Regions from separate parts of the Mus musculus genome. Here region 2 is linked to region 1. The links are chromatin contacts, called in public Micro-C maps. All regions are on one chromosome and are shown on one strand. Each heading gives the region's core, a stretch centred on a gene start, on an enhancer-like site or on the middle of the called end of the contact. The rest is flanking DNA. Distances are from core to core; before and after follow the strand shown. Region 1 overlaps Trpm1 (transient receptor potential cation channel, subfamily M, member 1). Region 2 holds the start of Mtmr10 (myotubularin related protein 10).

The links. Hi-C and Micro-C count contacts between places; a contact is called where the count stands out from the background.
Region 2: a contact with region 1 is called in a Micro-C map of muscle stem cells, with 4 times the contacts expected there. The contact joins the promoter of Mtmr10 here to the enhancer-like site in region 1. A contact is called at or near these places in 1 of 15 datasets of contacts at CTCF or cohesin (the NIH/3T3 cell line), 19 of 484 Hi-C or Micro-C datasets (the AML12 cell line, the BV-2 cell line, the C2C12 cell line and 12 more), 8 of 115 datasets of contacts at active chromatin or transcription factors (the SCID.adh cell line, double positive thymocytes, embryonic fibroblasts and 5 more) and 3 of 9 other capture datasets (adipose tissue, liver and pancreatic islet).

What each region holds. Positions count from the first base shown.
Region 1 is chr7:64,236,751-64,241,862 of GRCm38.p6, forward strand. It overlaps Trpm1 (transient receptor potential cation channel, subfamily M, member 1), which reads left to right. Exons shown (of 27, transcript NM_001039104.2): 20 at 906-1,034; 21 at 3,670-3,921. Among named protein-coding and RNA genes, the nearest start is that of Mir6416, 11 kb to the right of the region's middle. Within about 2 kb of position 2,586, at least 44 of the 459 cell types and tissues checked have an H3K27ac peak or open chromatin away from gene starts, as enhancers often do. A contact at or near this core is called in the C2C12 cell line, the NIH/3T3 cell line, adipose-derived mesenchymal stem cells and 4 more, where this site is marked.
Region 2 is chr7:64,285,265-64,290,376 of GRCm38.p6, forward strand. Mtmr10 (myotubularin related protein 10) reads left to right here and starts at 2,406. Exons shown (of 16, transcript NM_172742.2): 1 at 2,406-2,577; 2 at 3,075-3,135. The coding sequence starts at 2,518.

The DNA.
Region 1 (5,112 bases), core at 1,336-3,835:
CAGCTCTTAAAGGCTGCACCACAGGCTGGGAACAAAGCATTTAACACATGGGCCAATGGGAGCATTTCCAATAGAAACAATAGCAAGGCTGAACCCAGATCATAAACACACTCAGAGTTAACGGAAGACTGTCTTCTCCAAAGCCCTCACCAAACAGATGTGCTTGGAAACAGCAGGTCATTTTCCAGGCTTGGGTCTGTCTATACTCCTTTGAAAATGAGGCTCACTAGTTGCAAGAGCAGGACAGGACACAAGAACAGATTGGAGCAGTCCCAGAGTCATGCCCAGAGTAGTTTGGGCAAAACGCCATTCTGGAGAGCCAGCTACAAAGAACCTCCCTCCAGACGCGCTCTTTCCCCATGTGCCTCAACTCTTCCCCCACCCCAATCCTACCCCTTTCCTTGTCAAAACAATAATTTGTTGTGGCCACAGAATATCACAGACCTGTCACTGGAAATTGGGGAGTGGGGGGCAGGGACTCTTAGGTCAGCACTGTGACCCTTCGCTGAGAATTCGTCCACATGGCCTCTCCTAGCTTCTCAGTTGTCCATCTACAACGCAGGAATTTAAGAGCAAGTTGGGTGAGACAGGAGTGCTAAGTCACCCTTGCCATTTTCGCAGAATATAAAAGACATACCAACAAACTACCAAAAAGGGTTCCTTGTAAAATATGATCCTTGCAACTTCATAACAAAGGTATAGTTGGGCAGAGCATAGGCTGTCTATGTCAGAGCCTGTACTGCACCAAAGTGTAGGACACCCCCAAGCTACCCCAGTTTCCGAACCAGTGATAGACCCACAGGAAGGATGTCCTCTAAGTAGGTCAGTCTATGGGAAGAAGCCTTTTGTAGATGAAGCACTGAATGTCATCCCTGAGACACACCTGCCATCTTTTCCTTCTTCAGATTTCCTACTTGGGCTACTTGCTGCTGTTCAATTATGTCATCCTGGTGCGGATGGATGGATGGCCATCACCCCAAGAATGGATTGTCATCTCCTACATTGTGAGCCTTGCATTGGAGAAAATACGAGAGGTGATTCTTGAAAAGTCTTGTCCCACCCCCTAATGGCTGAGTTCAATTTCCGATGCTAGTAATGCAGAGTTGTGTGCAGATGACGGCTCCCAGGGAGGCGTCACCATCTCCAGTCACTCCATTTGCTTGTTTCAGATGTATACACCCCCTCGCGCTGACTGAGTTTCAACTCATAGTTCAAAACGCAGGGAAAAATAAATGACATAATAATAGAACTAGGTTTGAATATGTAAACGAGCTACACCAAATGCTGCCAGCTACTTGAGATGAGCCAATAGTTCCAAATGGGCACAGATTTTGGCTGTCTTTTGAGACCTGAGAGCTAAACTGGAGTGATACATGAGATTGCACTTTTTAAAAGATGTGTGTGTGTGTGTGTGTGTGTGTGTGCATGTGTGTGTGTGTCCCACACACGCACACTCACACCCTTGCCTGCACATGCGCCTGAGAATGCATGTGCCCGTCTGTGTGAATGCACCCATCCATGTGGGTAGACTTGCCCATGCTCTCTTAGGTTAGCTTCATTTGTCTACCTTCAGGTTTGAAGCAGAGTCTCTGAAATGAGCCTGAAACTCACTGTTGTAGTTAGACTGGCTGGTGGGAAAGTCTCTAGATCCCTCGCTCTCTGCAACATTCCTACCCTCATCACAGTGCTAGGGCTATAGGCACACACCACCATATCCAGATGTTACATTACTTCCAGACATCCGAACTCAGGGTCTCATGCTTGCCCAAGAAGCACTTCACCCATAGATCCTCCTCCCCAGCCCTAGGAATAGCATTTATGCTGTAACTTTGGACTTTGGGTCACACTGTGCACTTGCGCAGTTGGTCTCTTGTTCACAGCGTGCATGGAAGAGAGGCCTGGAGGCCATAGGAGAAGGAGCTGAATAAGGCGTGGCTTCAGAAAGAGGCTGTTCACAATGTAATTCCACTGAAAGAAAAAGAAAAAAATCCTGAAAGAAGGGAGAGGAGTTGCTTACCCATATCAGTTGTTCGGCACCAAGCATAGCAGTGACTCCAATTACCCAAGGGCAGGCCTCCCAGAATGGGGCAGGTGTGGGCCTAACAGGAGCACCTGCACCAAATGGGTGGCATGCCCACCTGGTGAGAGGTTCCAGGGAACCTGGGTGGGGCCCAGAACAGCTGCTGCAAGCAGAGGGGCCCAGTTTCTAAAAGAAGTGCTGAAAAAGAACAGACACACTCCTACACGGGACATGGGGGAGTGGGGGTTAGCCAAGAAGGCAGTTTCTTCAGGAAGCGGAGGAAACACCCCTGAGGATGGGTCTTCTGCTGTCACCCACAAGTCTGAACTTAACTACATTCACTCCCAAACAGCAAGTTTTCATCCTGGCAGAACAGGAGCTTAAAGTGAAAAACCACACAGTACTGATTGCCGATCTTTTCCCTACGGACATAGAACCAATACTGTTGCTTCGTAATTACTGTTACTTTGTACTTACTGTTGAGCTCATCCAGTAGAGTAAGTGTGATGACTGTCACTGGTCAAATGACAGCTGAGCAATCAAGAGTGCTGGGAATTCCTTCTCTACCCCACCCTCTTGCATGACTCCTATTGCTTCTCTGGCTCGGTTCCATTAGATTTCTGTGGCTGTTACAATCCAGGACTTCCCAAAGGGCCTGTCTTATCATTATATAACGTGTACGATGCAGAGGTGAGGAGACACATATGTAGGAGTCAGAGGACGATTTTGGGAATCCATTTTTGTCTCTCTACCTTTACGTGGGTCTCAGGCAACCAAACTCAGGTCACCAGGCTTGTATGACAAGTAAGTGTTTTACCCACTGACCCAACTTGCTATCCCTCCATCAAGATCTGGATCCTGTGACTAGTTACAGGAGAGACAGGGCAGCTGTCGGCCAGTACACATGGCTTGCTGAGACATGGAGCCCTTCTGTGTTAGTTTATAGTCAGCCAACACTCCACTGGCCCTGGAATCCCAGGATCTCTCCATGATTTCCAAAGCTGAAGGGGTACCCTGGCATTGCTGCCTTGTGCCCTGTATGCCTCTGCTGTGTCTGCCATGACTTTATATGCATGACTCTGCTGGCTGAATAGTTTCCACTTTATTCTATGTGGAAGTGTCCTATTAGTCAGCGGTGACGCAGAAAAAAGGATATCTCAAACAGGAGGGGAAAATCTGGTTCAACTTTCCCTGACTTCTCATGTCTAACTTGAGAAGGAATTTTGGCAAGCCCATGTTTCCCAGTCCCATCCAGCCATCCTCTGCCAGGTGGGTCATCCTTCTGTGGTGACAGAGAACTTGTCCCTACTCTAGAGTTGTCTGTCCTTCTGTAGAGGTCTGGAATGTGAGCCAACAGGCATGAGTCCAGATCATTAAAAAGGGAATCAAAAGGCAGCTGCTCTAATTACAGCCAGAAGGAGACAATTTGGAAGGCATTTCCTGCGTCTATGAAACCCGTGCATCTAAGAACACAGAGGATTCTGTGGAATTTCCCCCTCTAGATATACCCTCTGCCAGAAAAATTCATGTGCAGAATTCAGTGCCCTGGCCCTGACTGTCCTGGCACTCTTATCTTTCCAAGAATCTAATGATGATAAGGTTTCTAATAGGATCCTCTCAGCTTACTGCTCTTTGGGGTTTACTTGTAGATCCTCATGTCGGAACCAGGCAAACTCAGCCAGAAAATCAAAGTGTGGCTCCAGGAGTACTGGAACATCACAGACCTCGTGGCCATCTCCATGTTCATGGTTGGGGCCATCCTTCGTCTCCAGAGCCAGCCATACATGGGCTATGGTCGGGTCATCTACTGTGTGGATATCATCCTCTGGTACATCCGAGTGTTAGACATCTTTGGTGTCAACAAATATCTTGGTCCCTATGTGATGATGATTGGAAAGATGGTTAGTAACAATTCCCCATGAGTAACCAGATAACTTGGCATTAGAGCACCAAACCAAGCTAGGGTGTGGCTTCCTTTGATTTCGTTTCAGTCTTTCCTTTGCAGCTGGCTTAACACATGCAATTGCCCTGCATGCTGACATCTTCATAAACTCCAACAGGAAGGCATGGGTTGCACATTTCCTATGCATGCCCTTACATAGACATTTATCTCTTACTGTGCACCAGGGACTTGATACATGGCATCTTCTTTCTTCCATGTCATATTTAAACTTAGTGTGATAACTACATTTATCAAATTTGTTCTGATTCGATACTGATTATATTTCAATAGTAAGAGAAAAGAAAATGTCCTTTGCTTTTCTAAGAATCTGCTTTGCAGTCCCAGGACATAAGAGAGCCTAAGTTCTTAGAAGTAGTCAGAGTTCAGTAGCAGGTAGCTGGGGAGTGATTAAGAACACTGGCTGTTCTTCCAGAAGACCTGGGATCTATTCCCAGCATCCACATGGTGGCTAACAACCATCTGTAATTCCAGTACCAGGAATCAAACACCATCTTCTCGCTTCTGAGTGCACTATATACACATTACATAGACATACATGCAGGCAAAGCACACATACACATAAGATAAAATAATTTTAAATTTAAAAATTAATTCGGCAACAGTTGTATCTCTATATACTTGTTCTGCATCTTGGAAGCTAGAACCATCACAGAAATGATTCACATCAGAATCTGGATTTCATGTTTTAAGAAGTTGCATCCATTTTAGAAAGCTCTCATAGTAAAATTCAGATTGATAACTCCCTAGCCTTTGGCAGAAGTCAGTGACAGTGAGACCTAAGGCTGGCCCCTACCTGTAACCCAACAGTCTTTGGTTCACAGGCTCCATCCTGGGGTGGCTATGTTCTTTGGGTGATTAGTATGAGAAAAATCCATGATGACATTTATTTCAAAACAGGTCACAGAATGTGAGACTGCTCACAAACCAGTAAGTTATTCCTGACTACTAAAATGGATTGTGTTAGGACTAGTCCCAGAATAAAAAGCCATCTTCTAAGTTATATAACAATCAACTCATGGGATAATAGAATAATAATTATTAACTTAATAGAGCCAGTGGGTTTGAGCTACAGGACATATGATTTAGTTAATTCCAGTAAGGACTCTTATACTCAGAGGTGTTCAAAATT
Region 2 (5,112 bases), core at 1,156-3,655, 48 kb after region 1:
AGATGTATAATTAGACAAGCAGCTTAAAACTTTAACACAAAAGCCCAAAGCTGGGGATGGTCTAATACACCAAACACAGTAGTGAAGATGAGACTCTAAGAAGGGCCTGCAAAGCCTATCAACAGACTGACTTCTGTCACTCCAAACTCCCAAACACACACTCTGAAACACTGACCCCTAATGAGAACATACTCAGAGACAGGGCCTTAAGACAAAAAAGTCAGGGTGTTAATCAGATAGGCTCAATGTTCTAAGAAGAAAGTCCCCCCTTGTGAGAACATAACAAGGAGGAAGCCATTGGCTAAAGATACTGGGAGCCCTGGTGGGAAACATCTTTGAAGCTGAGTCTGGTAGAGCCTACCATCTACTTGTAGGCTCAAGTTCAAGGCCAGCAACTCAGTAAAACCCTGTCAATAAAGGAGTTGGGGGTTACAGTTCAGTAATAAGTCACCTGCTAAGTACTTGGGGAGCCTGGAGTTCCGTTCAGTTGCTAGCACAGCAAGAAAAAGGGAAGGGAAACTCAAAATCCATCTTTACAGAGCCTTGCTCTTGTGCTTCTCTGACTCCACCACTGAGATAATACATTTTTGTTGTCTAGACTAGGGTGCCTGGAGCAGCCTAATGCAGTCAGAAAGGAATCAGTAGCAGTAGGTCAGACAGTAACCCAAGTGCCTAAGTGGACTAGTACAACTAGATATGCAGAATATGGTATTTTAAAATTATCCAGAAAGATAACAAATCTGGAGTTCCCCCATTTTTCAGTTTTTTTTGCTGACATGCATAAAAGATGCAGATTCTAAGAAAATATGGACAACACCCCCTCCCCCCAAAAGAGCACAAGTGTTTGAAGACTTTTAGGGAATACATCCATTTAAGGTAGAAAAGTAACAGAATCGTCATAAAAGTTAAATATGTACCAGTGTTTTTTCATGAGTAGTTCAACTGAATTTACATGTCAAAATACAGTCAAGTGTTATAAACAGATAAGCTAGAAAGATTCAGGGCTCTGACTCCAGGACAAGCTGAAGAACACACAGTATTAGTGATGTCAGTGCACTTGTCTGCATGATGACTGTGATTTCTGGGGCTCACGTCAGTTTCCCTCTGACATTCATGATAAAATGTTGAGTTTGGACCACTATTTTTCAAAGTATAGGGGCATGGAATACCACTGGCCCCCTCCCACCAAAGTCTACTTCAGTTCAGAGGCACAACAAATCTAGACATACCCTATGCTGTGCTGAAGTTGGACAGCCCTTTGCAGCTAAGTGGCAGATTCTCATTTCCACAACCTACTGTATGAATGAAGGGAAAAGGGAAAGAAAAGAAAGGACATGACTACTCTTTGGTATGGTGGAGGAGAAAGTTTTTTGTAGATAAAAGGGAGATCATAGCCAGAGGCAGAGAAATCTGGGAGAGTTCAGAGTAGACTTGACCATGAGCCATGTGAGGAGAGCAGGGCAGGAAGGGGGAGAGGAGAGAGAGGAAGAAGGTGTAGCAGCCAAGAGGGCAAAAGGTGAAAGAGATCAGTCATTAAATAACCAAAATGACTGGATTTTATAGAGAAGAGCCTCTGGGGAAGGGCAGCCCAGTCCCTGGGTTGGAGAGTCCCTGGGTAGAGGGTTGGGTATGCTAACCATAACAGGTCCCATAAAAGCTAGGGACTAAGGGATGCTGAGAGAACCTGGAAGCCAGGTATGCTATATGTTAAACAGGCACCTGACCTATTAGTCCCAGGGTTTGAAATTTAACAGTGTTTGGTTCCCACCAGCGATGGGGTCTTCTCTCCCTGGAATTCTGTTAACTTACCTGTTGAATAGCATCTTTATAAATGAGGATGGAAAGGGGCGTGGGGAGACAACTTGCTTAATATCCCTTTTCACTTAAAGTTTAACGAGAAGAATAAAATCAGAAAACTAAACTGGGGGTTCTGGTTTGCCAGCCAGTATCATCTGTCCCAGGCACTCAGCACAAGCCAAGCCTCAGAACCTCAAGGAAACCAGTGGTTAAATCAATTGGTAGCAAGAGGTGAAAGAAAAGTCTTCCCTCCTTTAATATAGCAGCCATCGCAGATGCCGGAGGACTCGGGTCCTGGAACAGCAGCTACCGTGCACACTGACCACCACAGGCCATTGCAGCTTCGCGAAGCCGGCATGACCCTCGTGAGTCGCAGTAGGCCTGTGAAATCCTCCGTGACCCCTGCGGGCCTCCGTAGAAGCGCGCTCTCAAGATGGCCTCTCGGGTCCCCGTGGCGCCCCACTCCAGCGTCGCGCTCCGTGACAGTACCGCCTAGAGACTGAAAGCTTTGACTGCAGCTCCGCGCGAGTCGCTTCCGGGGATGGGCGTGGCTCCACCAGGCTCCGCCTATTTCGGGCGGGCGCTCGGCCTGGTCCGTCCCCGCCCGTCAGTCCGCCCGGCGGGGCGGGCCGCAGACCCGGCCTGGGCAGCTGCACCGGGAACGCTGAACCGGGAGACTTCTGACCGGCCATAGGGCCGGGGCGCACAGGCGGCGGCACCATGTTCTCTCTCAAGCCGCCCAGACCCAGCTTCAGGTCCTACCTCCTGCCGCCGGCCCAGGTAAGCGCTCGCGACCCGGCGGGGGGCTCGGGACCCAGACGAGTCGCCGGCAAGCGCGCCTCCCGGGAGCCACGGGCGCAGTAGAAACTTGTAGCGCTCCGCGGCGGCGGCCATTCTCTGGCCGAAGTCCTGCGGTCCCTAGTCCTGCCGTGTGACGAGATCGTAGAACCGTCCGGAGCTGCATTTCTTTCCTTCCTTCGGGGCTGGGCACCGACCCTGCGGTGACTGCCAGATGGTTGCAGCGCTGTGGACACCTCGCAGAGCTTACCTGTCTCATAGCTGTGAATTCTTGAAAGCGGCTTGGGCTGTTGTAAATATGTTTATTGTGAGGCTCTCAAGTCGACGAGAAGATCTTAAAACGATCTCTATTTGGACCTGAAAGAGTTTTTAGTAGGGGATATATGTCTGTTGCATGTGTCATCACTTAGAAAATCTGCCTTAGTATCTTGTGACAGGGCGGTGTTTGGATTTTGCTTTATTTTGTTCCTGTATTTCAGACTGACGATAAGATCAGTTCCGAACCGAAGATTAAAAAGCTGGAGCCGGTCCTTTTGCCAGGTAAATTTCAGAATTTGAATGTGCCTTGGACTGAGATTGTACGGAATGGTATTGTGTAGTTCTCTTTCCCTTTCCATTATTTTTAACTTTCTCCAGAGAGTTGGCTAGACATAATTGATGTTTGTCTCGGAAAGTTTAAAGTACAATAGAAGACTTTCAAGAGAATAACTACCTCATTTCTTTTCTGTCTCCTGAAAGGGTAGTTTTGAAAGATGAATCTAATTGCTTGGGTAGTGAAAGTTCTTATGCTTTCCATATGTGTTACCACCTAATGAAATCATGATTAATAATCCAATCATTTTAATGTGTTTTGATAGTATGAAAAGCATGTCTGTGTTCTAAGATAATGACAAAGCTTAGCAGACATTGACTGACTCTGTAATTGGCTTTTGAAGTTGTCAGCTGTCTGCAAGTTTGCTTCTTTCAGTTTAGAACTTTGTTTCCCAGTAGAGACACTATTGACCTTTCAGGCTGGGCAATTCTTGTGAGAAGCTGTCCTGAGCTGACAGCCATCCCTACCTCTTTGGCCTCTTATCAGTTCCATGATAGTGGTGCCCCCATCTTCTGCTAACTGCTAACATCCTCAGTACAACCAGAATGTCTCCAGGCATCCCCGTGTGTGTGTGTGTGTGTGTGTGTGTGTGTGTGTGTGTGCTCGAGCCTCTTGGAAATCATTTGTTAAGAACAAATTTATCTTAGATGGAGACCTTACAAATAGAAGTAGGGATTCATAGAAAACAGTTTTACAATGTAGAAAAACTATTATTTGATTACTATTTTTGAATTGTGTAGCAATTACACAATAATTAAAGAAAAATCGGTGTTTTAATAAGATTATTGGGGCAAATAACCAGACATTTAGGAAGGCCTATCTATCTTAAGCTTAAATTATGATCAAATACCAGTTTTGTATGTCAGAAAAAAAAAGTCTCAAATTCATCCCTTTAATAAGAGAGTTACGACTTCACAAGTGTGGGAACTTGAAGTGTAGTAGAGATGAACAGTTAAAGCGTCAGCCTTTGGTTCCGTATGGCAGATGCCAACTCTTAAAAGTTCTTGTAGACTACTAGAGTTATATTTTTTCTGGCTTTTGTTAGTGTCTTCTCCTCAGTGTTTACTGATGAACCCTTTCTGCTGGTCCTGAGAGTGAGCTGAAGCAGTACTGAGCAACCCTTGCCCCCGTGCATGCTCCGTGTTGGTATTCGCCACCGTAGGCACAGCAGAGACAGCCAGGGGAGCAGTATGCGTGTTGACCAAGTGTCTGGAAGCTGTTGAACTTTGCCTTCGCTTTGAACTGGTTTTTAGACAGCCAGGTCTCCCCTCAGCAATTCTGTGCTCTGACACTAAAAAACAATGTAGTCCTAACTATAAATACTCAAGTTTTGTTTTTTTTTTAATTAGCTTTTAAACTTAAGCTATGCTTAGGAAAAATGTGATTATGAATATGGTTGAAGAATTTTCTTAATGAAGAATTAGTCTTTGAAATTACTACTAATACTACTACTATTACTACTACTACTACCATTTCTGGGGAAGATTTTAACCCCGGTTCCTGACTGTGAGTAGTATACTTTTCGTAGAAATAGCAGTGTCTTTTGTTCAATGCCCATTAAAAAACTTGCTGACCTGAATGATAACCCTGATTGATGTCCAGTTTTTCTTTGCTCCCTGTTTATCTACAGAAGACTGGGCTGCTCCTGAACTGTAAAGCCTTGCCCCTTGCCTAGCCTCTGCTGTTCTTACCGTCTTGTCCCCACTTTCCCAATGCTCTTTGAGGTTGCGCTTTGGCTGAGCCTCCCATTCTGGTCTCCCTTTCCTGCCTTAACTCTAATGTCAAATCTGCAATTCCTGCTAAAACCCCAGTGGTATTTCTTCGGCCTACAACGTGGTACTCTGCATGTGTAATCTGGAAAACGAATAGAAAGTATTGTGATCTAAGCCTGGGCTAGGGTGATGAGGCTTGCAGCTCGTGGTAGA